3 separate regions of the Mus musculus genome follow, and all the other regions are linked to region 1. A link is a contact called in public promoter capture Hi-C data. All regions are on one chromosome and are shown on one strand. The core of a region is the stretch at or near the end of the contact, and the rest is flanking DNA. Distances in the headings are between cores, read along the strand shown. Region 1 holds the start of Atp1b2 (ATPase, Na+/K+ transporting, beta 2 polypeptide). Region 2 holds the start of Plscr3 (phospholipid scramblase 3). Region 3 holds the start of Zbtb4 (zinc finger and BTB domain containing 4).

Evidence for each region. Promoter capture Hi-C pulls out the DNA fragments that hold promoters and counts their contacts.
Region 2: a contact with region 1 is called in a promoter capture Hi-C map of fetal liver, with 6 times the contacts expected there. The contact joins the promoter of Plscr3 here to the promoter of Atp1b2 in region 1. A contact is called at or near these places in 11 of 39 promoter capture datasets (cranial neural crest, embryonic stem cells, fetal liver and 8 more), 2 of 484 Hi-C or Micro-C datasets (Sertoli cells and embryonic stem cells), 1 of 115 datasets of contacts at active chromatin or transcription factors (embryonic stem cells) and 3 of 9 other capture datasets (adipose tissue, liver and pancreatic islet).
Region 3: a contact with region 1 is called in a promoter capture Hi-C map of hippocampal neurons, with 2.9 times the contacts expected there. The contact joins the promoter of Zbtb4 here to the promoter of Atp1b2 in region 1. A contact is called at or near these places in 8 of 39 promoter capture datasets (cranial neural crest, embryonic stem cells, hippocampal neurons and 4 more), 3 of 484 Hi-C or Micro-C datasets (embryonic stem cells, erythroblasts and rod photoreceptor), 4 of 115 datasets of contacts at active chromatin or transcription factors (the 230-238 cell line and embryonic stem cells) and 3 of 9 other capture datasets (adipose tissue, liver and pancreatic islet).

Annotation. Positions count from the first base shown.
Region 1 is chr11:69,604,222-69,607,631 of GRCm38.p6, reverse strand. It overlaps Atp1b2 (ATPase, Na+/K+ transporting, beta 2 polypeptide), which reads left to right and starts at 1,672. Exons shown (of 7, transcript NM_013415.6): 1 at 1,672-2,371. The coding sequence starts at 2,260.
Region 2 is chr11:69,845,025-69,848,434 of GRCm38.p6, reverse strand. Plscr3 (phospholipid scramblase 3) reads right to left here and starts at 1,818. Exons shown (of 8, transcript NM_023564.4): 1 at 1,744-1,818; 2 at 1,360-1,527; 3 at 862-1,100; 4 at 736-778; 5 at 412-632; 6 at 60-221. The coding sequence starts at 1,366.
Region 3 is chr11:69,764,037-69,767,446 of GRCm38.p6, reverse strand. It overlaps Zbtb4 (zinc finger and BTB domain containing 4), which reads right to left and starts at 1,535. Exons shown (of 4, transcript NM_029348.2): 1 at 1,362-1,535.

The DNA of each region.
Region 1 (3,410 bases), core at 423-2,922:
CTCCTCCTCCTCTTCCTCCTTCTTCTTCTGAGTTAGGGTCTTGTTATGCTGTCCTGAATGACCTTGAACTCCTGACCTCAATCAATCCTTTTACCCCAGGATCCCAGGTAGCTGAGTCCAGATATGGCCAGCATGCCTGGAAGATCCATTAAACTTAATTATGTCATTTCACAATGCTAGAATTACTTCCGTGATACTTGGAGTAAAATTGGAATTACAGTCAGACATAGTCATGAACACCTATAATTTCAGCAGAGGAAGGCAACCCTGGAGCTGGATATGGTGGTACACACCTGCAATCCCAGTATTCAGGAGTGGAAACCACCTTGGCTGCTTCAGACCAGTGTCCCAGACCAGCCTCAGATAAACAGGATCCTGTCTCAAGAAAAGAAAAATAAAAACCAACCAACCAACCAACCAAACAAACAAACAAAACACATTACTAGCATCACCGAGAGTAATAAAATATCATAGTGGCATATTTTTATAAACCCAGAATGTGGGGGGCAGAGGCAGGAGCATCTCTTCAAGGCTAGCCTTGTGTACAGGATCCACATGGTAGAAGAAAAAAACCAATTCCTCTAAGTATGGACTGTGGTGTTCCTGCCACAGAAAGAAATAAAGATAATGGCCTTCTTCCTCTTCCTCTTCCTCTTCCTCTTCCTCTTCCTCTTCCTCTTCCTCTCCTTCTCCTTCTCCTTCTCCTTCTCCTTCTCCTTCGATTTATTTATTATTATATGTAAGTACACTGTAGCTGTCTTCAGACACACAAGGTCAGATCTCATTATGGATGGTTGTGAGCCACCATGTGGTTGTTGGGATTTGAACTCAGGACCTTCAGAAGAGCAGTCAGTGCTCTTAACTGCTGAGCCATCTCTCCAGCCTGCCCCTCTTCTTCTTAAGCTATTGGGCTGCAACATCACTCCAAGGGAACCCAGGTTCCAGAGCTGGGGCATCAGGTGTAGGTGCTCCAGCAAGCGTGGGCTGGAGATCAGACCTGGTGGGGAGGGGCGGCTGGAAGGCAGGACCCATGCAGACCTGGCTGTAGATCAGGGACACAGGGAAATTTTGGGGCTCAAACAAGTTTGGAAAGATGGCAGGGACCCTGGTCATGGAGAACAGGTAGGTTGGACAAAGGAGCCAGTGGAACCGAGAAGAAGGGCGTCCTGTGGTGGCTTCTATCCCTCTCTATGTTCTAGTTTCTAGGCTCTTTCTTGGTGTCTGGCGCTTGCTTTTCTTTATTCCTCTCACATTCAGCCCTCTGTTCCGGAGGCTTTCGAAGTAACTCTATCTTAGTCTCTTTTTAAATTCCCTGCCCCGGGCCCCCCACTTTTGAGTACGTATCAGCTCGTCTTTCAGTTTGAGCCTCTCAGGAGGTGTTCTCTTCTTTAGGTCTACCCAGACTCTCACCCTCTTGTCTTCTTTTCCAATCTTGTTTCAGTACTGTACCTGGGGTCTGGGGTAGGAAGAACCCGCTAGGACCAAAAAAAAAAAAAAAAAAAAAAAAAAAAAAGGCGCCAGGGGGCGGGTCCAATCCATCTTCATTTGCATATGTATGAGGTCTCCTGAGCGAGCAACGAAGAGGCGGGGTTCCTGAGGGGTGGGTGGGAAGGGGGCGGACACCCTCAGAGTCACAGACTATAAAGACTGTGCGCAGGGTTCGCGCTCCCCGCACTGCTGAGGAGCGGAGCCTCCGATTGGGGGGCCCCTATCCTTGTCTTTCCCCCACAACTGCTTGTCCCCGCCCCAGCTCCCACTGGCTGGGCCAACTGTGGTGTGGCTGTCGCCGTTTGTCGGAGGAGCCTTAATCGGCCACCTGCCGCGTTCTACAGCCTCTTTGCATCTCGGATTTCGGGGCGGCTCCCTCCCCCATCTTTCCCTGCTTCTTTGCACCCCGCTTTTTCTGCGTTTCGCTCGAATTTTGGAGCCGTCTGGTTTTGCACCCCTTTTTGTTTTGCTTCTAGGCGGTGTGTGGGGTGAAGGTGCCTCGGCATCCCTTTCCCTGGTTATCTTTCCCTGTTTTGACAGCCCCCCTTTCTATCGCAGTCGGGGGGCCTAGCCTCGGTGCACCTTCGCCGCACTGCCAGCAGACCACAGTGCGTGGCTGTGCACCCCGGAATTTGCAGCAGCTGTATATCTGACTGGAGTCTCCCTGCCTCGCTCCCGCGCGCATTTGGTGCGTGGAGGGCTTCAGCGCGCGACGCCCCGGCTTCTCCGCAGCCCCCAGCAGCGCGCCGGGACTCGCCCCGTGCCTCCAAGATGGTCATCCAGAAAGAGAAGAAGAGCTGCGGGCAGGTGGTTGAGGAGTGGAAGGAGTTCGTGTGGAACCCGCGGACGCACCAGTTCATGGGGCGCACCGGGACCAGCTGGGGTACGCGGGGCTGGCGCGGGAAAGGTGGTAGCTGACCGCTCGGCGATGCCTTTGGGGCGCAGGGTCCCGCGGGCGTCGCCCCAGCTCCCCTGCCGGGTCCCTGGCGTCCAGCCCCCACTGTCGGGCTTTGGATCGGGAGGGGCCCCGAATCAGCGGTCTAATCTCTCTGACTGGCCGCTGCGGAGGCGGAGAAAGTAGGTCACTGCCGCCTGCCCGCCCCCCGCGGAGCCCCCTCGGGCGGGGGGTCGCGGGCTCTGCGCGCGTGTCCGTGCCACGGCGCTCCCGCTCCGGCTCAGGCCCTGCGGCTGCACACGGTCATCATCCCTCTCCCCGAAGAGTGCCCTAACTCTCCCTCTGGCTCTCACTAGCTAGCCAACCTCGTTTATTTTTAGCTCTCACCCACCCCCTTGGACCCTGGGAACATTCATGAGGAGGCGGATCTGGCAGGGGGGTCTTGGGAGGGGGGGTTCTTAACAGCGGAAGTTGTTTGTCTGTATTCCACCATTGGGCGTTTGGAGTCCTCTGTGGCTGCTTTGTGGGTGGGGGGCTGCCAGGAGGGATGGTATTTTTCCAGGCTTGAGGTTTTCAGATGTCAGAGGTGGAGGGAGTAATGGTCACTGTGCTGATATGGGTACATCCTCAGGCAGGGTGTTTACATGGGACTCAGATGCCTTGGAAGAACTCTCTACCCTTACCTCATGGGTGTGCAAGGACTTAGGTAGTCAGGGGCTGCTGATGGGTACCCGGTGAGGTAAGGGTGACTGACAGTCTTGCAAGACAGTGCCAAGCTGGAGAATTGAAGCACAAGGGATTCTGTGTGACATAATTTACGACATATCCACATCGATTGGACACAGTCTTCATCAGACCACCCACCTGAGGCTTAGGGGACCATGAAAGGAGATCAATGCAGCCCTTGTCCTCAAGGAACCCAAGACCCTGTGGGATGTGAAGGATCAACGATGGATGCTTGGGCTACTCAGAAGCCTCCACAGAGGAACTGTCTTCTTAGGTAGAAAGACTGAGAGTTCAGGGAGAT
Region 2 (3,410 bases), core at 569-3,068, 240 kb before region 1:
TCGCCCCCAATCTTGGTTTGTGAAGAGCCTAGAAATCACCGCCCCCTAATTCATAATACCTCAAAGTTGGTGTCTGTACCACAGCCACAAGTCCAGCAAGGCCCTACAACTCGTAGAACAGGTTGGCGATCAGCATCCAGGATGGAAAACTTAGGAAGGAAGGGATGCCAGGTCTGTAGCACATGGCCAATGGTGGTGCCAGGTGGAGCCTGGACTTCCATCTGGAAAGGGAAGCAGACAGGATTACTGTCAAGCCAGGACACCTTGGCCAGCGCTCTTCACTGGTGCCAGCTGTCTTCTGACTGTTCAGACCCTCAACTAAACCGCCCCCACTCCTATTAAAGCCACAACTCTTTCTGCGCTGCTTACCATACACTGCCCACCAACCACCCCAAAACCTGCCATGCCCACCTCCTGAAGACCACAGGGGCAGCAGCTGCAGCCACAATGAAGTGGGCGGAGGAGCCGGAGCACCTCGCGGTCCCCAGGGTCCGCTAGGCGGATTCGAAATGGTCGGCGGGCACCACAGCACAGGCGGGCACAACAGTTGCTCTCTTCAGCTGCCTGACCCAGTTGCTGTCCGGTTCCGGAGCGAAGTTCATACATATTACAGGTCTCCCAGCCTAGGAACGCTGGGAAGGGCAACACGCTGAGGCTCGGGGGCCACCTGCCCAGAAGCTAACCACTGCCATAAAGATCATGAAGCCCATCTTGCTCCATCCATCTCCTACTCACTTTCCACTCGTTCAGCCTTCTGATGAATCAAGATTTGATCAATCTGTAAAGAGTTAAGAGCAGCGTTGACCTTATCCGTCACCTCGAACTTCAGTTCTCCTCCCAGCCATCCTCTCTCTCACTCACCTGCACTAGGAATTCGAGGCCAGGAGGCACCCCTGGCAATGGCACGAAAGGAGCAGGAGGCCCTGGAGCCACTGGGCCTGGCGAGGGGAAGAGAGCGAAGCCGGGAGCAGGGGCAGGCACCTGGGTGGGCACTGGAGCTTGTCCCGGTCCAGGATGCAGAGCCACCGGCTCTGGATACCCAGATGGCACGGGGTAGGGAGGTGGGGGTGAAGGGGCATAGCCTTTGGGGGGCAAGTAGCCTGTAGGGGAGCAGGAGTAGATTAGAAAGTTATCTGTGGACTCTTCTTTCACAGCCCAAGGACCAGGAGCACCCGCGGAAAACGTAAGAAGAGGCAGAGAATGATGGGGCGGAGGGGCAGGGCGGTGGCTCCCCAGGAGGAAGGGAGGGCCCCACGCAGCCAGTCTGAGCACATTCCTGGAGAATGTGTTCGACACCCGGCACCCAATTTCGTGGGGGCAGGGGGGAATAATGGAGACCCCAACCTAGCGTCAACGTACCTGCCATGGGAATCAGGAGGGGAGTCTTGGGCTTTTGGCGTAGGGGAGACTTAGTTCTGGAGTGGGACAAGCTCGGGAACAGCTAGACAGACACAGAAACAAAGACGGACAGGCAGAGGCGAAGAGGTAGCTGCGCCCAGTACGGGCCCAGGGTCTCTAGGGCGGCACCTAAGACTCGGGGAGAAACCGAAAGTGTCAGCGGGCGGGGCGGGGTACCTAGGACCCTGAATTTTCTTAGGGGCCCCAGGACCGCCCCCTCCCTTTGTTCTCCCATTTTTTCTACGGAGATGGCTGTTGGCAGACGGCAGGGCAGATGGTCCTGAGGTCAGACAGATGACCTGACCCCGAGGAAAGTCTCCTTAACCCCTCTATGGTCCGGCTCACCTGAAGCCCCCAGAATAAGTCGGGGGGCCACGCACTCCGGGGCTCACAGGCGCTGGTGGAGGCGGGCCCAGATCTGACCCCACCCCCGGGTCGCCTAAGTCCCGCCCCCCAGTCCGGGCGGGGCGACTGCGCAGAAAGCAGGCGCTTCTCCTCCCCCGGGGCCGCGGACCTTGGACCTTGTGCGCTTTGTTCACCGTGGTTCCGCCCCTTCCGCTCCGACTGCAGAGGCTTGGAGACCTGGCCTGTTGGAGGGTGATTGCGGCCCTATCCCCAGCAGCAAGACCCTCGCCTTTTCCGCGGGTTGCTGCTCTGCCTCCCCACCGCGTGGCTGCTCCGGTCCCCGGGATCCTCCTCCCAAGGGCGGGGCGGGCCTCGCTGACGCAGCGGAACACCATTCACACTCATTCCTTGCCTCCCAGACTTGGCTCGGTGTTCTTCTCAGGGCGACCTCGCTGTGTTCTCCCCCTGTCACAGCGTTGACCCACTCAGTCACCTCTCAGTTCAGGCACGCCCATTACACGCGTGACAGACTTTCAAAAGGTAACAGTAATGAATGTGCATGAGGTAAGGCTCAGGGAAAGACACTTGAACAGAACAGGCCCTCCATTCCCCAGTATGGAGGCAAAACATGCAATCCCAGCGTTTGGGAAAGGAGAGGCAAGAGGAGAGTCACAAGTATGAGGCCAGTCTGTTTTACATAGTTCCAGACCAAGTCAGGGCTACAATAGGGAGACTCTCTCAAAAGACTCCTTTCCTCAAAAGAAGATAGCATAGTATCTGGGCAGGTGTGGAGGATCGCGAGTTCCAGGTCAGCTTGGGAGTGACCTGGGTCACTAGGGGAGATATTAAAGAAACAAAGCCGAAACTAGCCCATCACTTGTGCCTGGGTCTTAACTTCCTATCAATTGTATATTAGTGCTTGGGGTGCAGACTAGGGATTCTTAGAATTCTAGTTTTTATTGTACAGCCTAAACTGAGAACTACTGTGTCAGAACAACCCAGGAGGCTGTGGGCAGGCCAAGGTAAGGGAGAGGTTCTTACAGAAATCTGGTCCTACTGTGGTGGATTGCACCAGAGACCAGGGCAGTGAGGCAGTGTTGATGTGTATATGAGGGAACATGACTTCATTATGCCTCAGAGATAGGATGTAAGGAGAAAATTGCAAGTTGAGTCATGCTAGGCCTCTGAGACCCTTCTGCACAGCACAGACCCCTCCTCCCCCTTGCCTTGCTGTGCTATGTCATTTACTGCCTGCCCGTGCAATCCCTGGCTTCATATATCTTGGTCTCTCTGTTGACCTTTCACCTCTAAGATCCCGTTCCTTTGGGGGTACTTCTTACTAGTGCTGAAAACCCAGCAAATGAGCGGAAGGAAGCTTTAACTGTCCCCAAATGCCAAATAAGCCCACTTCAGTGTAAGGTTGAGCACAGAGCAATGGGTGGTCTTACCAACAAGGGCCATGTTTCCACTGCTGAGGTCTGCATTCTTTTTTTTTCTTTCTTTCTTTTTTATTAGGTATTTTTCTCGTTTACATTTCCAATGCTATCCCAAAAGTCCCCCATACCCACCCCCCCAATCCCCTACCCACCCACTCCCTCTTTTTGGTCCTGGCATTTCCCTGTACTGGGGCATATAAAGTTTGCAAGTCCAAAGGGCCTCTCTTTCCA
Region 3 (3,410 bases), core at 286-2,785, 160 kb before region 1:
AGCCCTACACCCGTCACTTAAGCACACAGAAGGTAGACATGCACACCAAGCCTTCCACTGGCCTCCTGGGTCTAAGGCCCACATTGCCCTTGTCACGCCACCTCCTCCTAAGTGTTTTCTGAGCAGCTTGCCTCCAGGCCCAACAGCCCAGACAGGCTCCCACAAACAACGTCACCAAAGAATCCCGTGGAGAGTGTTGCAAACATGCAACCTTTCCCGTGCTTGGCTTCCCAGGATCCCATAAACACATCTTGCATGTCCCACCCAGAACCCCTCACCTCACATGCTCCTGAGGATTATTAGGTCTGAGTTCCAGACATGCAGCCCCCCGTGAAACTCGTACATCACAGACACACAAATCCATCCGCCTTTCTGTCCTCTACACAACTGGACCACACCTCATCAGGACGACAGAAATGGAACTCAGGCGTGATACCTTCTGATTCAAATGTCCACAACTGACTGCACTCTTCAAATGGGTACGCACACCCCTCATTCTGGTGTCCACCATAACACACACACACACACACACACACCATGCCAGCTATGCAGAAAACAAACATTCATAAACATTCATATGTACAACACAAGACATACGTGAAGGAAAACACACGCTGACAAAAACTATATACAAATCCTCGAACAGCACACTTAAGGTATCTGTCACCTAAAGCCACAGAGCCAAACCTTGTAATTCTGTACCAATAAGTACCCCCTCCTGGCTTTCTGTCTCTATGTATCAGGGAGGGCCCTCGCAGACCCCTCGGTGCCAGACTGGGAAACCGTGTTGCCCAGGAGGAGCAGTTTACCTTGCCCCACAGTACCGCAGGAGGCACAATCTCCAGGACTCACTGCAACAACCCTTCCCCGACGGCGCGGCGGTTCCGGGCCCCTGCTCGCACTGCGCACCCTGCACACCCCAACTCTGGGGCGCTCAGAGGGCCACCCCTCCCCCTCTCTGCCTGGCTCCTACGCCATCGCCCTCCCAGCAGCTTGCAGCGCTTGCCCGGGATCACACCCGCCCCAACCCAACCCCCAACCTGCCCCACAGAGGCAGAGGGAGGGGGCATTGGGCTGCAGAATTTAACCCTTCATAGGTGGAGTGATTGCGACCCTCTTCACGGCCCCAGGAGACCGAGTCCCCCAGTCACGGCTCGTTGGACACCATACCAGGGCGCTCTTAAGTTGCTCCCCAGCGCCGTGCACGTCCGGGGGCGGGGCTTATTAGAACCCCCGACCCCTGCGCCCCTAGATCAACCTGGAAGGGGAGCGGTCGCGGGGCGCGGCTCCGGCCCCTGCGGCGCCGGGCAGCGGAGAGGGGGCATCTTCCCTAGCCCTGCCCGGTTCGCCCCGGGGCCCACCTGACTGCGATGGCGCCGCGTCTGCCAGGCCCGGCTCATCACCGTGGCCAGCCCCGGCCGCTTGGGTTTCGCTCTCCTCCAGCTCCGGCTCCGGCTCCGGCCCCGGCCCCGGCCCCCCCCAGCGCCCGGCCCCGGCCCAGCCCCACCGCCGCCGCCGCCGCCGCTGACATCATCGGCTCCCCCCCCGCCCCGGTCCTCCCCCCCACCCCACCCCCGGAAACAGTCCCCCCCCACCCCCCCAGCGCCGCCGCTGAGAGGAAGCCAGCAAAGCGCAGACGACACCGACTCTGGACTCTGAAGTCTGATGGCCAAGGCCTGGTGGATCCCTCACAGGGAAAAGACTCGGGGCTTCCCGCAGAATGCACACCTTACGGGGCGGGCAGTGACCTAGACCACTCATTCCCTGGGAAGGGACTCACCCCCACGCCCGCCCTTCCCTCTGCACACCCTTCACTCAGGGGTCACATCGCCTAGAGCACGCTGCGTGGGCACAGCTGTTCACCACAGACACGCACACCACACACATGTTCTCCGGGGCCGCAAACTTACAACACGGCAGATTCACATTTGGGCCCCGTGGAACCTATAGATCCAAAGTGAGCACCCTCGCGAATACCTAGGGATTATCACCAGACCCACTGGCAAGAAAGACCTCAACTCCGTAGAACAGATGATCATTAGTGCAGATAAGCACAAAGCTTGGAACTTTGTGTCACCAGTGGAAAGATTCGCTTCTGTGTCCCTGCATATAAATGCAGAGGCCTTGGTGTGGCCTTCCCAGCACAACACTAACCACACGCCAGGTGGAAGCATGAGAAATGTGACATACATAAAAACAAACAAACAAACAAAAAATTCCTGGAACCTCCATGGGACAATGCTATAGACGGCTCCCTAGTTGCAAAACTAAAGACTCTGGAGAGGCCCGGCGTGATGATGCTGTGGAGCCAGAGGCAAGTGGATTTAAGGACTTGGAAGCCAACCTGATCTAAACAGCAAGTTCCAGTCAGCCAGGGCTACAGTGTGATATCCCTGCTTGAAAAAACAAAAACGAACACCCCCATCCCCATAAAAAAGACCCACTTCAGGAGAAAGAGGAGCAGGCTCTCCCCGAAGAGCATGAAGGTTCAAGCCCGCCTGCGCTCGGGCAGCAAAGGCGGAAGCTCTGCAAGCTCAAGTCCATGCTGGTCTACGAGCGGGTTCCAAGCCACTCGGCCTAGACAAGCCATACAGCCACAAAACCACTCCCACACTCTTTTGTTTGTTTTGTTTTGTTTTGTTTTGTTTTGTTTTGTTTTGTTTTGTTTTGAGACAGGGTTTCTCTGTGTAGCCCTGGCTGTCCTGGAACTCACGCTGTAGACCAGGCTGGCCTCGAACTCAGAAATCCGCCTGCCTTCCCAAGTGCTAGGTTTAAAGGCATGCGCCACCACTGCCCGGCCACTTCCACACTCTTTCAAACATCTACTTCCGGTACCTATAACCCCAAGCACTTTGGGAGATAGTGGCATGAGGACCAAGATTTCAAGGCCAGATTCCACAGGCCTTTTGAGACCAACCTGGGCAATACTTAGCATAAAGCAAAAATCAAAACAAACCACCAACCCCCACAAGCTGGTCAGTGAGAGAACTGCTCTTGCAGAAGACCCAAGAGTTCCATTTCCCCCACATCCAAATACGGCCATTCACAACCACCTGGAACTCCAGCTCCAGGGGACCTGATACCTCTGGCCTCTGCAGGCATCAGCATTCATCCACAAATTCCCACACAGATACATATGCATAACTAAAAATAAAATAAATTTGGGGGCTGGAGAGATGGTTGAGTTTGCACACTTGCATGAACATAACCACGTACACTCTTCTCTTCGATTTTTTTTTCCTCACTCTGTAACCCTGGCTGGCCTGGAACTCACAATATAGATCAGGTTGGCCCAGAACTCACAGGAATCCACTTCTGCCTCCCAAATGTTGGGGTTTAAGGTGTAACTCACCATACCTGCCCACATACCAATTTTTTAAAAAAAGAAGCTGAGGCTATAAAGATTGCTC